2 separate regions of the Delphinus delphis genome follow, and region 2 is linked to region 1. A link is a contact called in public Hi-C data. All regions are on one chromosome and are shown on one strand. The core of a region is the stretch at or near the end of the contact, and the rest is flanking DNA. Distances in the headings are between cores, read along the strand shown. Region 1 holds the start of CBX6 (chromobox 6). Region 2 holds the start of RPL3 (ribosomal protein L3).

Evidence for each region. Hi-C and Micro-C count contacts between places; a contact is called where the count stands out from the background.
Region 2: a contact with region 1 is called in a Hi-C map of lung, with 4 times the contacts expected there. The contact joins the promoter of RPL3 here to the promoter of CBX6 in region 1. A contact is called at or near these places in 2 of 3 Hi-C or Micro-C datasets (lung and muscle).

What each region holds. Positions count from the first base shown.
Region 1 is chr11:92,897,452-92,900,598 of mDelDel1.2, reverse strand. It overlaps CBX6 (chromobox 6), which reads left to right and starts at 1,690. Exons shown (of 5, transcript XM_060025678.1): 1 at 1,690-1,849; 2 at 2,030-2,073; 3 at 2,229-2,294; 4 at 2,437-2,503. The coding sequence starts at 1,781.
Region 2 is chr11:93,152,395-93,155,731 of mDelDel1.2, reverse strand. It overlaps RPL3 (ribosomal protein L3), which reads left to right and starts at 1,342. Exons shown (of 10, transcript XM_060025687.1): 1 at 1,342-1,407; 2 at 2,859-3,051. The coding sequence starts at 1,405. LOC132434626 (small nucleolar RNA SNORD43) reads left to right here and starts at 1,891; the gene lies at 1,891-1,955.

The sequences.
Region 1 (3,147 bases), core at 441-2,940:
TTACCTGTGCATCCACCCACACCACCCCCAGGAGGGCAGCTCTATCCTTACACAGGAGCCCACTTTGGGCTAGCCAGCAAATAGCTATCTCTCAAGAGCATGTCGATTTTCAGGGGGGAAGGGGATTTCTCCCAAGGTAATAACTGGACAAATCAGCAGACATGCAGGAGTGAGAAGCAGAAATTTTGACGCGGTTGACTTGAAATTGGTGTTGCACCACAGACATGTAAAAATCCTCCTTTCCAATAAATAAATAAATAATGAGCGCAAGAGACACCCCTGAGCCTTACCACATTCCCATTTCTCTCCACCTCCGTCGCAACCCCACCACAGCCACTAAAATGATGGGGAAATCTGTACTTAGTGACACCAAAAGCGGTCCACTTTATCTCATTAAGAGAGACAAATGGATTCCAGCTAGTGTGATATGATCCCATTTTGCTAAAAAGAAAGAATTTAAATCTATCTATATCATCTATATACAGTGTATATATGTGCATATATATGTGTTTATATAGGCATAGGACAGAGGCTGGAAGAAAATCCGTGAAGAGGTTAACGGTTTGATGGAGATTATAGACGGTTGCTTTTTTTCTTACTTTTAAAAAAATTTACAAAGTACAGGACTGTTGGTGTGATTTAAAAAACAATAAAAGTTTAAATAATACAAAATAAAAGAAATGGAGCGTTTTGTGTGGCAGGGCTACTTTGCGTCCCTTCCAAGACAGCCTAGGTCTCCCAGTCCCTCCCCAAATAGGAAGCTGGGCTCTGGTCTCCCCGTGAGCAATGGCGGAGCCATTAGAGGAACTGTAGGGCGCAGGAGGGTGACGCGGCACGGGGCCTGGGAATTAGAAAACATACAGACATGACCGCGAGGGCGGCTTCTGCCGAATGACCCAAGGATGACCCGCTTCGGGCCCAATCTGGTATGTGGGGAGTTCGTTGTCACCCCGCGGCCTCTCTCTTCCGAACCTCCCCACGGCCGCATCTTCCTCGCCGCGTCTTCACCCGACCTCCCGGGCGAGGGCAGGTGCCGCCCAAGACCCCGGCAGAAAAACAGATGCAAAGGATCACCCCCTTCCTCGGCCCCATTCACTGCCTCCCCCACCCTTTCCTGCGGTGGCGTTTTTGTTTTAATTCATCTGAACTGGTTACAAAACCACACTCCCACGAATACATAAATAATGGATAAGGGGTGGGGTGGGGGGCAATGTTTTAAAGAAATTCCCGCAGGGCCTGGCCAGGCAACAGCAAATGCATTTCTGCTGTATCATATTTAACTGTTTGCAAACTTCTGCTGGAAGGATGAGCAGCGGCTGCAGAGACTCCACTGCCCTTCCCCGCCCGGGGCCGGGAGAGACTTGCAAGGGAGGATTCAGAGGGAGAAGTTGTCAGCTCGCGGGGGCCGAGAAGATGCAGAGGGGAATGAGAAAGTGTTTGTAAGATTGCACCGCCCCCAGCCCGGCTTCGCGCAGGCCAAGCATCTCCCTCCCGGCCTCCGGCCCCGGTTCCCCCAACCAGGCTAGGCCCCTTTAAGAACCAGCGCGCGCCCCCGCCCCGCGTGCGCTCACTTTCCCTAGCAACCGCCCCGGGGGAGGAGAAGGTCCTGGCAACGGCGCGCCAGCCCAGAGGGTCACGTGATGGCCCGCAGCTGGAACGCGAGCGCGCGCCCCGCCGCGCGCCCGCCCGCCGAGCCTGGGCGCTGTGGCGCGTGCGCGAGCGGTGCAGCACCGGCCGCGGGAGCAGGGAGTATTATGGGCTGTGGGTGCCGCTGAGCAAGATGGAGCTGTCTGCAGTGGGCGAGCGGGTCTTCGCGGCCGAATCCATCATCAAACGGCGGATCCGAAAGGTTAGCCGCCTCCCAGGGCGGGACGCCTAGCCCCGCAGCCGGTCCCCAGATCCGCGGGCCATCGGGGCGAAGCGGTCCCGCTAACCCGGGCTTTCTCGACCACCCCCGCGCAGCCGCCTCCTCGCGTCCCCGCATCTTCCCCACCCCCACTCCCCCCTTTTTTCCTTCTCTGTTTTTCAGGGACGCATCGAGTACCTGGTGAAATGGAAGGGGTGGGCCATCAAGTGAGTGTCACGGGATCCAGGGGTGAGGGGGGAAGGGAGGCAGCGCACACCGGGGCCTTTTTTTTTTCCCTTGGAGGGTGCGCACATTTGCTCCCTCGCATGTGTCTCTGGCTCCCTGGTTTTCTTTTTTATTTTGTGCATGCGTAACTCGGCAGGTACAGCACTTGGGAGCCGGAGGAGAACATCCTGGACTCGCGGCTCATTGCAGCCTTCGAGCAGAAGTGAGTTTGGGAAGCTGGCAGGGGCGGCGGGGCTGAGGCTCGGCTGGGGCGCCGCGCGGGGAAGCGGGAGAGCCGGGGAGGGCAGCGCGGAGTGGGGCCCAGGAAGGGGCTCTTTTTAACCTCTGGCGTTTCTCGGCCGCAGGGAGAGGGAGCGTGAGCTGTATGGGCCCAAGAAGAGGGGACCCAAACCCAAAACTTTCCTCCTGAAGGTAACCTGGCCCAGCCCCAGCAGGCCCCTCTCGGGCCCCCAGCCCGGGCGCAACACGGGGCCTGCAGGGGAGGGACAGATCCGCGGCCGCCCAGGCGGGCGGGTCTTTCCAGAGGGGCCCCAGCTGGGCAAGGGGTGGTTGTGAGCCCCCGAAGAGCCCCTGGCAGCAGGCCCTGGCCAGCTCCAGCTTCAGCAAGAGGGGCCTGGGAATGGGGACAAGGGGGAAGGATAATCCTCGCTGACAAAACCAGGGTCTGGGGAGGCCAACAGGAAGGGGGTGGGTGAGGCAGGTGGGGTGCCCACCTGAGGGGGTGGCAGGGAGGGGTGGCTTCTGCACGTGAGAGCCCTCATCTCCCCCAGCCTTGAGCTGGTAGGGCTCTGCCTGGAATTAGAACCCAGGGGGAGAGTGAATTTGGTCTCCTTCATCGTGGGGAACAGGGAGAGGCTTTGTGGGGGGGGGGGGCACCTGCCTCCCTGCCCGCAGCTTCCCTCTCTCAGGATTTGTTCTGTATGCCTCCCCTCCTGACAGAGGGATCTAACTTGAATTTGACCTTAAATCACTTCACTTTGAGTTTTATCACCCAGGCTGGGCCACTGGTTCTCAGTTTTGCCCACTTCTGGCTGTCTCTGGAGGCTCTAATGAGG
Region 2 (3,337 bases), core at 93-2,592, 260 kb before region 1:
TGGGGGATGGCGCGAGGGTTACATGAGAGAATGTTTTTTTGTTTGTTTGTTTGTTCTGTTTTTTTGCGGTACGCGGGCCTCTCACTGTTGTGGCCTCTCCCGTTGCGGAGCACAGGCTCCGGACGTGCAGGCTCAGCGGCCATGGCTCACGGGCCCAGCCGATCCACGGCATGTGGGATCTTCCCGGACCGGGGCACGAACCCGCGTCCCCTGCATCGGCAGGCGGACTCTCAACCACTGCGCCACCAGGGAAGCCCGAGAGAATGTTTTTTAACAATGGTGTGAGCAATGGTCAGTCCCAGAATCCAAGAACAGGACGGGGTAGGATGGATGTGGAAGGTGGTATCTATGAAAAAGTGTGTGTATTCGCCTGCAGTGAAGAAGCTGGAGTAGCTAGTTAGGGCAGCTTCTTGGCTGGCAGGCTCAGAAGTTAAGGCTTAATCCACGGGAAACAACAAGGGTTGGGGGTGGGCGTGGGCAGGGTCATGGGAAGTAACAAAAAGGGATTTGATTCTTAGAAAGATTTGGAGGGGCAAGCCTGGAGGCAGGGAGAGCCGCTAGGAGCCGCCTAGGACCTAGGTGACCCCGAGCCCAAGCAGACATCAGCAAGGGCGATTCATGCAGAGTCTGGGAAGCAGAGAGGGCCAGGGTCCGTGAGGCCGGGCAGCTGGACCCAGGACCCTAGACGTGAGGTGGTTCCGTCGCCTAAGACCTTCAGAACCAAGCACGGGCCCCCACAGCCAGATTCTCGGAGGAATAGCCGAGATGGGGCTTGAGGGAGGGGGGCCCGAAATCAGGAAGCATTAAAGACAAGCTGGTACCGGGAAGCGGCTCTGGGTTGGGAGCCAGGAAACCAGGGTTCCTGTCTTTCCTCTCCAACTTCGAGCTGGTGGAAGCGGTGCGACTCGTCCCACTTCTACGTGCCTGCAAAATGGCAACAACGCTGTGTGGGACGGAAGCGGCATACCACGTGGGAAAGCGCCTTGGAACTGAAGCCCCAACAGGGTTACTCAATTCCAGAGGTTTTATATGAAACCTGCATTTCATATGAAAAGAACCGACGTAGCCATTTTCCTTCACCGTAACAGCCGTTTCATCAAATTTGGCTACTGCCCAACGCCTCAGGACAATTCCCTGCCGGAAAAAGTCCGAGACTTTTCACTAAGTTTGAACTCAGCCGCTCGCCGTAGAGCCTCTAAGTCCCGCCTACGAAATTGACGTCCCGGTCGGAACGTAAGCAAGGAGAGGACGAGCGTGCGTGGAAACGGCACCCAGTACCCGCCCCCCGACCCGACGTCTGCCGCGGGCGCGCGCTCGCACGCCGGAAGGGGCGGAGCCAGACTGGAATTTATATATGGCGCGCCGAGAGTCGAACGATCTCTACCGGCAGCATCCGACGGCAGCATGGTAAGGGACATTATGGCGGATTTCTATTTGTCTGTCGCGGCGGCATGAGTGAATCCGCGGCACATCCCCGCCATCTCGCCTCACCCGGTGCCGGGGTTCTGCTCTAGGAGCATGGGGCACTCAGCAGAATCAGCAGTCAGGTGTATTTTCTGAAAATGTCCGCGGCCTGAGGTTGGCTTTGGGCCTGCCGGTCGGCTGGCGAGAGGCCTTGCCACGGGAGCTGGGTTGGGGGGCCCAGGCCCGACAATCTCTAAGCCATGGATTATTCCTAGATCTCGGCCTTAGCATTCGAGATCCGAGTCATGAGCACTTTCGCCAGGAGGACCTTGGGTGGGAGCGTTTGGCACTGTTGTGAAAGTGGGAGGTGCAGAAATCCAGGCCGCAGGCGGCAGGGGAGGCTTTGTGTATGGGTTGTTGAATCCTCATTCTGAAACGTCTGGGACGGTTGGTACAACTCCTTGGGCCTCTAGAGTTATCAGAAACCAGAGATGATGAACTTATTGACGGGCGGACAGAGACTTTTGTGCTGATTGTCATGTTCTGATTTGGTTCTGTCGAGTTCTAGTGGCCTCCACTTGCCAGTTAGCTCCCGTTGGGAGCATGAGGAACCTTTACTACCATTACCTGCCACCCAGCCGTTTGACCAGGAGTCCCTATTGTGGACAGAATGTTTATTGGAGTACAGTTGCTTTACAGTGTTGTGTTTATGCTGCACGACAACGTGAATCAGCTATATGTATACATATATCCCCATATTCCCTCCCTCTTGCGTCTCCCTCCCGCCCTCCCTATCCCATCCTAGGTGGTCACACAGCACCGAGCTGATCTCCCCGTGCTCTGCAGCAGCTTCCCACCAGCCGTCCATTTTACATTTGGTAGTGTGTGTATGTCCATGCTACTCTCACTTCGTCCCAGCTTCTCCCCACCCCCGTGTCGTCAAGTCCGTTCTCTACGTCTGCGTCTTTATTCCTGCCCTGCCACTAGATTCATCAGTACTGTCTTTTCAGATTCCATATACGTGCGTTGGCATACGGTATTTTTCTTTTTCTGACTTCATTCTGTATGACAGACTCTAGGTCCATTCACCTCATTACAAATAACTCAGTTTCGTTCCTTATGGCTGAGTAACATTCCATCGTATATACATGCGTGGTCAGAATCTTAACTGACTCGCACATAAGGCTGCTTGTTAAGCGATTTTTAATGCCATTACCTGGTGTGCCTTTGTCCTCTTTAGAGGAAAAGGTGGGTGGTTCATGTTCTTTAACTTATAGGGTGAGGGTTTGAGATACATGTTTAACTCATTTGGCTGAATAATGCCCTTTAGATGTGTGACCTGGGTTCCTGGTGTGGATCCAGCGTTGCTGGGGATCTTAGAACCTAGGCCTCTGGGGATGCAGAGGCGTGAGCTACTTAGAAGGTGCTAACGTTGATCGATCATTTTCTCCTAGTCTCACAGGAAGTTCTCCGCTCCCAGGCATGGGTCCCTGGGCTTTCTGCCTCGGAAGCGCAGCAGCCGGCACCGCGGGAAGGTGAAGAGCTTCCCCAAGGATGACTCTTGCAAGCCCGTGCACCTCACAGCCTTCCTCGGCTACAAGGCTGGCATGACCCACATTGTGAGGGAGGTCGATAGGCCAGGGTCCAGTAAGTACATGCTGCACCTTCCTAGCTGATGGGAGGGTAGGAGTTGGTGGGAACTGACTAGATGGGGCCAAGCTCTCAGGAGAGCAGGCTTTGGAGAGATGAACAGAACCTCTAGATATCACAATGGAAATATATTTTAGGGTCGATTAATGCTTCCCGGGTTCAGGTGGCTGGCAGTGCTTGATTTTTAGGCAGAGGGATGTAATGGTGTAGGGGAGCGTGATGAGGAAATTTGTCAAGAGCTGCAGCACAGAGAAGTATGCTAACATGGGAGGTGGCAACCATT